Regions from separate parts of the Mus musculus genome. Here all the other regions are linked to region 1. Evidence: chromatin contacts called from public Hi-C and HiChIP or PLAC-seq data. All regions are on one chromosome and are shown on one strand. The core of a region is the stretch at or near the end of the contact, and the rest is flanking DNA. Distances in the headings are between cores, read along the strand shown. Region 1 overlaps Inpp5a (inositol polyphosphate-5-phosphatase A). Region 2 overlaps Gm32486 (a long non-coding RNA gene). Region 3 has its middle 13 kb from the start of Gm32486.

The links. Hi-C and Micro-C count contacts between places; a contact is called where the count stands out from the background. HiChIP or PLAC-seq counts read pairs in DNA pulled down with a chosen protein or histone mark.
Region 2: an HNF4G HiChIP or PLAC-seq map of pancreatic cancer cells shows a contact between it and region 1. The contact joins two enhancer-like sites. A contact is called at or near these places in 1 of 115 datasets of contacts at active chromatin or transcription factors (pancreatic cancer cells) and 2 of 9 other capture datasets (adipose tissue and liver).
Region 3: a Hi-C map of the N1E-115 cell line shows a contact between it and region 1, with 10 times the contacts expected there. The contact joins two enhancer-like sites. A contact is called at or near these places in 1 of 15 datasets of contacts at CTCF or cohesin (the NIH/3T3 cell line), 8 of 484 Hi-C or Micro-C datasets (the HPC-7 cell line, the N1E-115 cell line, beige adipocytes and 5 more), 4 of 115 datasets of contacts at active chromatin or transcription factors (T-cell acute lymphoblastic leukemia, embryonic stem cells, fibro-adipogenic progenitors and 1 more) and 3 of 9 other capture datasets (adipose tissue, liver and pancreatic islet).

The regions. Positions count from the first base shown.
Region 1 is chr7:139,440,010-139,443,861 of GRCm38.p6, reverse strand. All of the region lies in intron 1 of Inpp5a (inositol polyphosphate-5-phosphatase A), which reads right to left. Among named protein-coding and RNA genes, the nearest start is that of Gm46004, 53 kb to the right of the region's middle. Within about 2 kb of position 1,886, at least 61 of the 459 cell types and tissues checked have an H3K27ac peak or open chromatin away from gene starts, as enhancers often do. A contact at or near this core is called in the N1E-115 cell line, adipose tissue, beige adipocytes and 2 more, where this site is marked.
Region 2 is chr7:139,271,814-139,275,665 of GRCm38.p6, reverse strand. It overlaps Gm32486 (a long non-coding RNA gene), which reads left to right. Exons shown (of 3, transcript XR_880989.2): 3 at 3,434-3,852. Among named protein-coding and RNA genes, the nearest start is that of Gm51504, 5.1 kb to the left of the region's middle. Within about 2 kb of position 2,170, at least 164 of the 459 cell types and tissues checked have an H3K27ac peak or open chromatin away from gene starts, as enhancers often do. A contact at or near this core is called in adipose tissue, liver and pancreatic cancer cells, where this site is marked.
Region 3 is chr7:139,307,528-139,311,379 of GRCm38.p6, reverse strand. No RefSeq gene overlaps it. Among named protein-coding and RNA genes, the nearest start is that of Gm32486, 13 kb to the right of the region's middle. Within about 2 kb of position 2,144, at least 89 of the 459 cell types and tissues checked have an H3K27ac peak or open chromatin away from gene starts, as enhancers often do. A contact at or near this core is called in the N1E-115 cell line, adipose tissue, beige adipocytes and 1 more, where this site is marked.

The DNA.
Region 1 (3,852 bases), core at 637-3,136:
GGGTAAGGATACTTAGCATACAAGGCTGGTGACCCGAGTTCAATGCCTAAAACCCCTGTAAAGGTGGACAGAGAATCAATTCCACAAAGTTGTATTCTAACCCTCACACCTGCATTACAGCATGTGCACATCTCTGTCTCTCTGTATCTGTCTCCATCTCTCTCTCTTTCTCTCTGACTGTCTCTCTCTAATTTTTTCAAATAAAAAACTCTGCATATAAAGATAGTCCCACAACCCTACTAATATTGTTCCCATGTTCTTACAGATGTATGAGAAAACATGGTCTCTTCAAAGTCACAGCAGAAATGACAATCTGACATCCTAATATTTGCCTCTAATTTTCTCCCAAAATATATAATGACCATAATAGCGCAGGCAAGAACATATGGACACAAAACATGTCCATTGGCTGTGCAGTGGGGCAGACATCCTGAAGCCCCGCTGGGGCCTCCTTCACACACTTCTACCTCTTATACCCTCCAGAACACAAAATAATGGTTTATGATAGCACCCGTCAACATGGAAGCTTCTACCTTAAAGAAGCTAACATGATCCCAGTACTCAGGAGTCGGAGAGTTAAGAGCTACAAGTTGGAGGCCAGCCTGTACCACACAGCCAGAGAAAGGGTAGTGAGGAGGAAGAGAGGGAGGGTGGCCAAAATATAGCCCACCTTCAGACAAGTCTGCTGCAGCAAGTCCCAGGCAGCAGAGCCCCTCTCCCACCTCAGCCCTCAGATCCTCTCAACAGCATTCCAAATAGGAATGGAGGAAACAGCACATTTTGGAATAGCTGTCCTTCCTCCCCGCAGTGGTTACTTCTTTCTCTTTCTTTTATTCTTATAAGTACCATGCACTGCTTTCACATTTTTAACTCTTCAAGGTCTGAGGAAGAAAACCACCAAAGCATTCAGAATGCTGTAGCCAACACTGAATAACCACTGTGGCTGAAGCAGCAATAAAAGAGAAGTGATAGAGAGAGGAAATGTGTGCAGCTTCTACGAAAGCTGTGGCCCAAGTCCGGGCTGTATAAAAAGCTGCTAGATAAGCCAGAAAGGAATCATTAGCACATACACACACACACACACACACACACACACACACACACACATGAAAGAGAGTGGGTAGACTGAGAAACTATGCACAAACCCACATACACCACATGCATGAGACACTTGCCCAAAAGTACAGGTGCACACATCAACTCAAAAGCCACCTGGGTCAGGTGATTGCTACACAGATATACAGCACTGTAGAGTATGCCCAGAGTCAGGAGTCTCTCCCACTGCAAGTCAGCACAGACCTCATCTTCCTATGAGGACAGAAATGTTCTATATTTGCAATGGCCAGATCTGTCCTGGAAATGTGCTACTGTGGCTGGGTATTTTATGCTATTTTTATTGTTTAAACAATATGGGGCTGGCGGCTATGTTATTAGACTGGAGAGCTCTAGATTACAGACAAAGGAAACTGAGTTCTATGATGCAATAAATATAGCATTTACATATAAACAGGATAAGCACAGCACACACAAACAAGGACAATTCAAACCAAGCACGTTCACGGCCATGACACACATGCCCAAGACACCCAGCTGCAGTCACAGCTTCACATGCCACACTCACTGGGAAACTAAGAACACACACAGTTTCCTATGGGGAAACAAAGCTGACCACACTATCAAAGGCAATCACGCAGTCATCTTCACAGTTTGCTCCAAACACAGCTCTACACAGAAGGAGCAAGGTCCTCCTTGCCCAAGGTCCTGTTCCTGTCCTCAGAGGAAGGAGCCAACCAAGTGAGTATCAGCGGGCCAGCAGAGGCCTCCAGTGCTGCACAGACTGAAGACAAGCACAGCCAAGACCAGCTCGCCTCAACAACCCTGGGAAGGGCCGTGGCAGCAGGGCACAGATAGTATCTGTACAAGCCACTGGAGCCTGGGTGCAGACTAGTGTGAGGAGGGAATCCACGCCACTGTGTTACGGGCGTGTTGGTTACTTTTCCATTACTGTGACCAAGTATCTGACAAGCAGCCTAGAGGGGGTTGTTTGTTTTGGCTCGCGGTTGCACAGCATTCGGCTTGCAGTTGCTTGCCTCCATGTACTTGGACAGAACATCATGGCAGCAGGAGCCTGCAGTTCACCTCGGAGCACAGGACAGAGAGAAAGAGACAGACAGGGGCCAGGATCTACCCCAAAGATCTACCCCAGTGAACTACTTCCTCCAGCTAGAGCCTATCACCCCAAGTTTTCAGAACCTCCCCTGAATAGTGTCACCAGTTAGAAATGGGCTTTAGCACACAAACCTGTGAGAGGCTTCATATTTAAAACACAACTGGGCATTCCATATACTGTGGACTTTACCTCGGGTAACCTTTCAGGTTCTCAGTAAAGAGGCAGGAAAGATCCTTGCAGGCCCTGAGAAGGATATAGAAGCAATGAGGTGAACTGTACCCTGAGCATCCCCAGAGCCTACCCCAGGGATCAGGATTTTAATTCCTAGCCCACCGGCAAGGGCTCCTTCCTCACAAAGCCTTCCACCTCACCTAGGAAGAGCAAGGCAGATGTGGAGGAGGAAAGTCCGGGCACAGAGCCGGGGGTGGGGGAGGGGGGGTGATCACAGACTGCAGATTCTCCCGCCTGATTGCTGCACCACAATTGCAAGCTGTGACAGAGAGGCAGAACAGTGACAGCCTCTTTGGAGACTCAGAGACACCAAAGGCATCTGAAGAAAGCGACACAGACACAGCATTGGAGAGATGTGAACCCTCTGCTGTGGCCCCAAAACACATCAGAATCAGCCAGCTCCAGAGGCCAATCCACCTCAGCTCCCTTCACCTCACATGCCATGTCTGCATTCCGGCAAAACTCACAGAGTTTGCAAAAGACAAGAAAAGCCCGAAGACATAAAACACACATCAGAAGTGACCTCAGCTATGACACACATCTGAAACGATGGAAACACACACACACTAAGGACTCTTAAGGGGAGAATGGATGTCTGGAGAACAAATCTGACATTTGGACTATATGACAAAATGATGTAGCCAGAAGTCAGGCACTGCAGCAGAAGAAATGATGGCCTCTGCCAGGCTCACTGGAGACCCAGCCACAGAGGAGAGGCCAGTAATCATAGAGAAATGTCAACAGGAATGTCCCAGACTGACTGAACCACAGAGAGATAGAGATCTTAAACAGAGCAGGGCTGGGCTAGGGAAGTAGCTTATCCTGTAGAGGGTTTCCCATGCAAGCTTGAGGACCTGAGTTCAAGACCCAGGACCCATGTAACAGCTCAGTGTGGCCAGCGTGTAAACCCTAGTGCTGGGGACACTGAGACAGCAGATCCCTATGGCTCACAAACCAGCCAGTCTAGCCTAATCCCGGAGCCCCAGACAGTGAGAGACCCTCTAGTAAGAACAATAAATATAAGGGGTTGGAGAGATGGCTCAGCAATGAAGAACACTGGCTGCTCTTGTAGAGGACCAGGTTCGGTGGCAGTTCACAACTGTAGCTCCAGCTCTTGAGGCTCTGACACCCTCCTCTTTTCTCCCTGGACACCAGGCACACATATGGTGCACAGACACTCATGCAGACAAAACACTAATATGCAAAAAAAATATATTTTTTAAGTAAAAATAAAAGCTACCTGGCTTTTGATGAATAACACGTCAGACTGACCTCTGGTGAAGAAAGAGAAAGCAAGAGCAGGCTTTCTGGAAACAGAAAGTAACTTCAAAAGCTGTGAGTCTCTAACATACCAAGAGAACCAGAAGGATAGCAGAAATGTGAAGCAGTGATGAGTAAGAATTCCCTGAGACTAATGACAAGCCTGACAAGGCATGGATGCGACAAACTGA
Region 2 (3,852 bases), core at 921-3,420, 170 kb after region 1:
AGACACACCAGGGCCAGTGTGGACTGTGCTTAGCACAGCAGCCGCCATGTGCTCAGACGCTGCCAGCTTCAGATTCACTGCAAAGGCTGGGAGTATGTGGACAGACCCAACGCTCCAGGCACAGGAGGAGGCTTAGCGCAAAGGAGGCACTGACTCTGAATCAGGAGTTCCTTCCCATGAGCCACACCAATGGCTCTCACTAGTGTGAGCCCAGGACAGGGTGAAGTGGGCTCCTGCCTCATCCCTTGGGCTAAGGCACTCTGAACACCTGTCTGTAGCAGGGACATCTGGAGGACCTGGCTGGGCATCCCACTAGCATTACCATCCCTAGGGACCACCCTTAGCAGCTAATCTGGTGGCATGGGATGGATGCCTCCAAGTTTGGTCAGGAGAGAGGAAGCCCAGGTGTGGTCTTGGAGCTAAAGTACAGCTCAGTCCTTCCTTCTTTTAACAGAGCTGGTGTGTGTGTGTGTCTGTGTGTGTGTGTGTGTCTGTGTGTGTGTGTGTGTGTCTGTGTGTGTGTGTCTGTATGTGTGTATGTGTGTGTATGTGTGTGTGTGTATGTGTGTGTGTCTGTGTGTGTATGTCTCTGTGTGTGTCTGTGTGTGTGTCTGTCTGTGTGTGTCTCACCTGTCACTGTAAGTCACCATTATGGCTCCTACCTGAAAATGATCCCAATCTGTGACCCATAGGACCCAGAGGCCACATACAAACCCGTGTCCACACAGAAACCAGAGCACTCATGTTCTCGGTAGCTTTACTCACAGCGGTGCAAGATCTAGGTGCTACTGGGTCAGAAAATGGGGTGTTGTGGAGGTGGGTCACAGATAAAGGGCTTTCCCAGCTTGTGCATGGCCCTGGGTTCAACTCCCATTGCTTCAGAAAAACAACAACCCAAGACAACAAGAATAGTGCAAAACGTGACTCATCCATGTGGCAGAACCTTATTCAGCCTTAGAAAGGATGGAGCAGGAATGCATACTGCCAACACAAACCTTGGTAACACACTCAGTGAAAGAAGGGGCAAACCACATACGGCGGGACTCCAGGGACACAGGGCATGGATGCCCAGGATAGGATGGCTCCTCAGGCAGAAGTCAGAGGTCATGAGGCTCCGGGGATAGCACAGTTTAAAGATGTGGCTTTTCCATCGTAGGATATGATGATGTCCTCAAGTAGGCTATCGTGTTGTATGTGTCTGTCTGTGAACACACAAATAAAACCCACCCATTGTACCAGCCTCTCAACAAGCCCCTCAGATGAACAGTCAGGGTGGGCCTCTGTGGTGAGTGGGTAGCAGGAAAGATTCAGACTCGACAGGGTCTGCTCAGGCTAATGTCCTCACTGCCTGTGTCACGTGCTGGATTCTGGTCTTCCCATTCCATGCAAGACTGAAGAAGGTGGGCATGCTCTCTGTGGCTTCCCAGGGACCTTCTAGGGGAGCTGTATGACTCATAGGCCCTGCGTGTGTGCATCTCACAAACTCACTCCTGTGCAAGGATAGGACCCTCTGCAAGGTCATCTGGGGACATGGGGAGCCAGTCCTATGCTCCAGAAACCCTGGACATCCCAGGCCCCTCTGTCCTAGCCCCTCCTCTTTCCTACCACCTGTGACTGCCCCATCAGTACCACCAAGTGCCTTGCTAACATGTCTCCTTTATAGTCAAGTCACCACATGACCCTACTTCTATGGGCAGCTACCTCTCTGTCCTAGTGTCCAGCCTCAGACCTCTATGGTCCCAACTTCTAATTCCCACCTACGCCTTCCAGCTCCCCAGACACCACAGTCCCCTCTAGCTGTGGACAATGATCCTGTTCTTCTGTGGGCTTCACAGGGCCCCATTCCTAGGCTCCATCTCTCCGTTGGCCAGGAAGGCCAGGTGGCCACTCTTTCTGCCACCTTCTAGAATCACAAGGAAGGAAATCCTCCCAGTGCCCTACGGTGACCAGGGCTTGCCCACCCTAGGAAGAGCTTCTGTAGATCCCAGTGCAAAACCCAAGGCAGTGTCAGGCAGGGCAGGAGCTAAAAATAAACCAGCCTGGGGAGAGGCTGGTTGGCGCCTCCGGAGGGGGGGCAGACAGGAAGAGAGCCTGGGCTGGTGACAGCAGTAGCCATAGTCCTAGGAGAAGCAGGAGGAGCCACAGACTCTTACTTGAATCCACAGAGAGCTGTGGGAGGAGGAAGTCAGTCCTGGATCAGACCTGTGGGCAGCTCCCCCTCCAGCCACAGCCCCTCCTTCTGGCTGGGCATTGGTCAGCTCTGGAAGCTTCTTTAGGTTTCTGGGGCACAAAACAGCTTAGCCTTCCTGAACAGGTGATGACCACTCTCAGTCAGGGGCAGGCTCAACCTAGCCATCCAGACAGCCCATCCCTACCTCTGTGTGTGTGTGTGTGTGTGTGTGTGTGTGTGTGTGTGTCCCTGCTGTGTGCACCTCTCCTCTTCCTGGCTCACTCCTTCAGGCAGAGAGGGTCAGGGTAGGGGAAGCTCCCATGGGGGTTAATCTATCCAGGCCATTGCTCCTTCTTCAGTGTCCAGAGGGACAAGTTGCCACTAAACACCAGGCAACTATGAGGAGCCTAGGGCATGCAGGGGGAATCTCAGGACATGGGGAGACACAGGGAACATGGAAGGGAGAGCCAGGCAGAGCTTCTTGATGGCAGGAAGCCAAGTCTGAAGAGCAAACATCTGTGAATGCCAGAAAGACTCTCTGGGAAGAAGAGCAGAAGCACATATGGGAGGAGCCCATATACTTTTATCTTCTTTTACTAATTCTTTACCACCAACAGTGGTTACCTCAGAGTAAAAGAGGCCCTGCAGAGATCACACGAGGGTGTGGCACCACCAGGCTGCATCTGAAAGTATCCAGCCTTGGGGCCTTCTGCTCAGTGGACAGAGACCAGGAACTAGTTGGGGGACTATGCCCTTGTAGTACAGGGCTCCAGGCTTGATGTGGGACCCATGTTGTGACCATGGGTCCAGCCCACAGGGATGACTCTGTCATTGTCTCTTCCCAGCTCCTCCTTAGCCATGAGAGAGACCCACACTTCGAGGCCAGAGGCAAGAGCACACAGAAGTAGCTAAGGTGGCCCCAGGAGTGCAGGGCCAAACCAGATCTGTCCTGGGGTCAACAGTTCTGCTCTCCAGGCCTCTGCCCAGCTTCATTCTGTCCCACATTGCTAGGCCACAGTCCCAGCAACCCACAGCCTCCAGGGCAGTCTGAGCAAGCAGTAAAGGGCATTTCCTGGCTGCATCCTAGAGATGCATGGGGAGTAGAAGCTTGGTGGGGGTGGGGAGGAGGAGGAGGAGGAGGAGGAGTTTAGGCAGGGATTGGGGTTGGGGAGGCAAGTGACAGAAAAGAGTTCCTTGTGCATGCTTGGGACTCTATTTCTTGAGGCCTCTGCCCACAGATCCTTCATGTTGTTCCCCATCCAGGCTGTTCAGTATCAGAACAGTGACAGCTGGCCTCAGCACATGGCAACTGATGGTCAGCCCTGATGAAGAAAGGATAATGGAGAAAGAGCTGGTTGTCATGTCACCGCTGCTCACATGAAGGATGCTGGATGGCTAATCAGTGGAATAGAGCCTGTTCTTAGAGTATAACTATGCCGAGAAGGAATCACACCAGCACCCAACCTGGCTAGCTCCCAACTCCGGCAGCCTCCTACATACACACATGCCTTTGAAGGGGAAGGCGTCGGAGCTTCTCTGGTAGTACTCTGTTTTGTTCTAAGTGAACCAGCTCTTGCCTGCTGGAGTCCATGGGAGTGGGAAGGGGCTCAGCACCAGCTTTCTCCGTCGAATGTCTCCAAATTCACACTGGACACATTCCCCATACTTCTACTAGTGCCTGG
Region 3 (3,852 bases), core at 895-3,394, 130 kb after region 1:
TTTAGGCAGTCTGATGCTCGAGCAGGAATGATGTTTGCTGGAGGAGAGGGTGGCTTGGATCTAGCGTTTGTCACCACAGTGCACCCTAAGTTACCCACTGTGGTCCCCCTGAGGACCATGCTACCTGACCTGCCCTTTCTTGGATTGGTAGACATGATGCTGTGGCCCTAAATCTTAGGTCACTTCTCCCCACCTCTCGAAAGATACCTGCTCAGTCGGCCTAACCACGGCCTGGATATAGCCCCCACATTCTTCCTGCGTGGTCCAGGAGCCTTGACTTCTCCAAGTGAGGATGAAGTGGGGGATAGCGCTCCTGATCCCATACAGGCTTTTTCAGGGTCACAGGAAAGGACCCTCACACCTGCACACCAGGAGGCTCCAGCGGGGACAGCTCTGCTTTATTTGCAACACTAGCTGGTGCAGCTTCCTGCCACCGTGGAAGGCAAGGACACCCTGAATTAGCCAGGCCCCTCTGACATCACTGGCACAGCTCACGTGATCCCCTGCTTCGCCTCATGTGGATAGCAGCATCCAGTAACTAGGGCTTATGATCTTCAGGGTCACCTACAGAGAGTCCCACTAGGCCTTTCTCTTATCCTGAGTACACACACAAGGATGCTGAGAGCTAAGGGCCAGGGGGGGCGGATCTGTGGGGCTGCTTGTTCTTGGCTGGAACAAGCTGATAGAGGCTGGATTGTTCTTGCTGACACTGAGTGGAGCTTAGAGGCCACACAGGGGCTGTGATCCTAGGGGTGGACAGCTCTGGCATGAGTCCAGAGACTTCAAAGGCACAGGGCTTTCATTGGCAATGGGCCTCCCAAAGAGTGTTCTGGACATGAGGCCGTTAATGAGCCTCGCAGATGGGGAATGATGGCTGATGTAGGAATGGGAGGGGTGCTTACTGCATGGTGTTCTGAGCACAGCACCTGAAGCAAAGGGCAGGGCAGGATGCTGCCATTAGGCCATTGCACTTGGTGTCTGCTCTCACAGAAGCCGGGGGGGGGGGGTATCTGCAGGGCCTTTATATCTCTGTTTGCTGGCTTGTTTGTTTTGAAGCAGTCTCCTATTGTAGACTAGACTGGCATCAAACTCACAGAGATCCACCTGCCTCTGCATCCTGAGTGCTAGGATAAAAGGCTTATACCACTATACCCAGCCTCATGATCACTGGAACCCCTGGTTTCTGCTCAACTTAGCCTCATTAGCCCCCAAGTCTTTTGGTCTGATAAGAGTGGGTAGCCTGTAGGAGCAGATAGAGAGGCTCTAGGACTGAGAGTACCATAGCTTATGCCTATAATTCTAGCCCTTGGGTGGCAGAGTCGGGAAGATCCCAAGTTCTAGACCAGCCTAAACTACATAGAGAGACCTGACTCAAAAACACATGGAGAGGAGTGGGCATGGTAGCACATGCCTTAAATTCCAGGCAGGGGGAGATAAGCAGATTTTTGTGAGTTTGAAGCTAGCCCAGTCTATACAGAGAGTTTCAGGGTATCCAGGGCTATATAGTGAAACCCTGCCTCAAAAACAGCATTCACACACCCATAGAGAGAGGCAGAAGATGGGGGAGGGGAGTTAGGGAGAGGGCTAGAGGAAAGAAGGAAGGAAGGAAGGAAGGAAGGGAGGGAGGGAGGGAGGGAGGGAGGGAGGGAGGAAGAGAAGGAGGGAGGGAGGGAGGGAGAGAGGGAGGGAGGAAGGAAGGAAGGAAAGAAGGAAAGAAAGAAAGAAAGAAGGAAAGAAGGAAAGAAAGAATGAAAGGGGAGGAGGCTTTGCTCTGGTCTAAGCTATATCTGGCAAGGGACTGGGAACTGAGGCTCCTAGGTTTCTACATATGACTTTTCCAAGCCAGGCCTGTACAGAGGGACCTGGGGCTGGTGCCAGGAAGGAGGCAGCTTGGGCTAGTGGTTCCCTGGGCTGCCATGGGTGGAGATTCTCTGTGCTTAAGATCCTCATGGTCTCTTTCATATCTCAGAGCAAGGAGGTCCTGAGAGGTCAATATGGCTCAGAGCCCCAGCCGGCAAGTGGCTGACTCTTGGTCCTGCCTGGGGAGTGGGAGGGGCCTGCCTTGGCCTGCAGAGCATCTTGGAAGCTTCTGGGCTGGGGCAGGCCCAGGCTCCTTTAGACTCCTGGCCAGAGAAGAAAACCAGATGGGCTGACTCAGGACAGGCCTGGCTGCTTCCTTTCCCACCGCTAGGGCCAGCAGTGAGTGCTCTCCTAAGACAGTGACCTCAGCAGTTATATCAACTCCAGGAGGCCTGTGCCCAGGGACTGAAGTAGGGACATACATTCCATCCATCCTGCTGTGGAGTTGGGGGTAACCTTCTGAGCCCCAGGCCCCCTGATGTGGCAGTGGGCTTTCTGAGACACTGAGACTGAAAGAGAGGAGCCAGGAGACCAAGGCCAGCTTAATCACTTCCGAGGAGCTAATTGGTTAGACTGTGGGACTCAGTTTCCCTTTTCATCCTCAGCAGCATTGACCTAATGGTCTGGATTAACTCACAAATTAAAAGTTCCTCTAACTGGTTTGCCCCAGGCCTGTCCCAGACCCACTTGTGTGTGTTCCCTGGTTCTGCTTGCCCGTGACTGGTTGTTCCTTCAGGCAGAGTAGACAGTGTGGTGTTTCTTTGGACATTTGCTGGAGGACAAGGGCCATTCCTGGGCCAACCTCAAGATGGCTCTGTTCCGTACAGTGAGGCCAGCTTCCCTCTTTCTGGGAGTTTCCAGGCTTGGAAGAACATGCTGGCTTTCGGCTCAGCCAGAGAACATGAGGAGTTGGCTGGGGCTGCAACGGCCCTTCCAAATATGTAGGCAGGGCTGGGCAGCCCCAGCGTGGCTCTCTGGGGGCCTCCAGGAGGATGCAGGGGTATCAGGAGTGTCATTTTTCCAAACATGGACAATGCCAGACCTGTTGGGTCCACGTTGCCCTGTCAAGCCTGCTCCTGGGCCTCTCACAACTGAAGAAAGGAGTTGTCCCACAAAGCTCTGGGGGTATGGGGACAATATGAACTGCCCTGAAGGAGACACTATACTCTTGTTCCAATGGAGGTAGGCTGTGAACAGACTGGGGCACAGGGCTACCAAACTGGCGTTACATGGTGTTCCTACCTGGTGTTACATGGTATCTGGTGCTGGCTGGTTTGTTGAGGTGATAAGGTCCTGGGTGACGTGTCTTTTTGTTTGTTTAGTTGGTTGGTTTGGTTTGGTTTGGTTTGGTTTTTTTTGAGACAGGGTTTCTCTGCATAGCCCTGGCTGTCCTGGAACTCACTCTGTAGACCAGGCTGGCCTCGAACTCAGAAATCTGACTGCCTCTGCCTCCCAAGTGCTGGGATTAAAGGCGTGCACCACCACGCCCGGCCTCTGGTTGATGTGTCTTTGACAGCACTTAGATTAAGGCTATCAGCCACGAGAGGTCCAGGGTTGGTAGCTCCTGCAGTTCTTTCTGACTACTACCAAGAAGGGGACTAGTGGCCACTACTTGTCCCATTGCCTACCACTACACCTGCCAGGGGAAAGCCTCAGAAGTAACTAGGCAAGTAACAACAACAACAACAACAGCACACTAGCACTGTCAGTATTTAGAACCCTCCCAGGGCCAGGGCTCCTTCTTTAAGGATGACACACCCTTCCAGGGACAGGACACCCTCCCAAGATGAGGATATCTTCCTCAGGGCCAGAATACCCTCTCAGGGATGAGATGTCTCCCAGGGCTAGGATATCCTCCCAAAGGCACAACATCTTCCTAGGAGCAGGACGCCATCCAGGGTATAACACTCTCTTACAGTTAGGACAGCCTCCTGAAGTGTTCTGGCTGCCTAGTTTTCTGGTACATCCAGGGGATGCTTGTACCCCCATCTC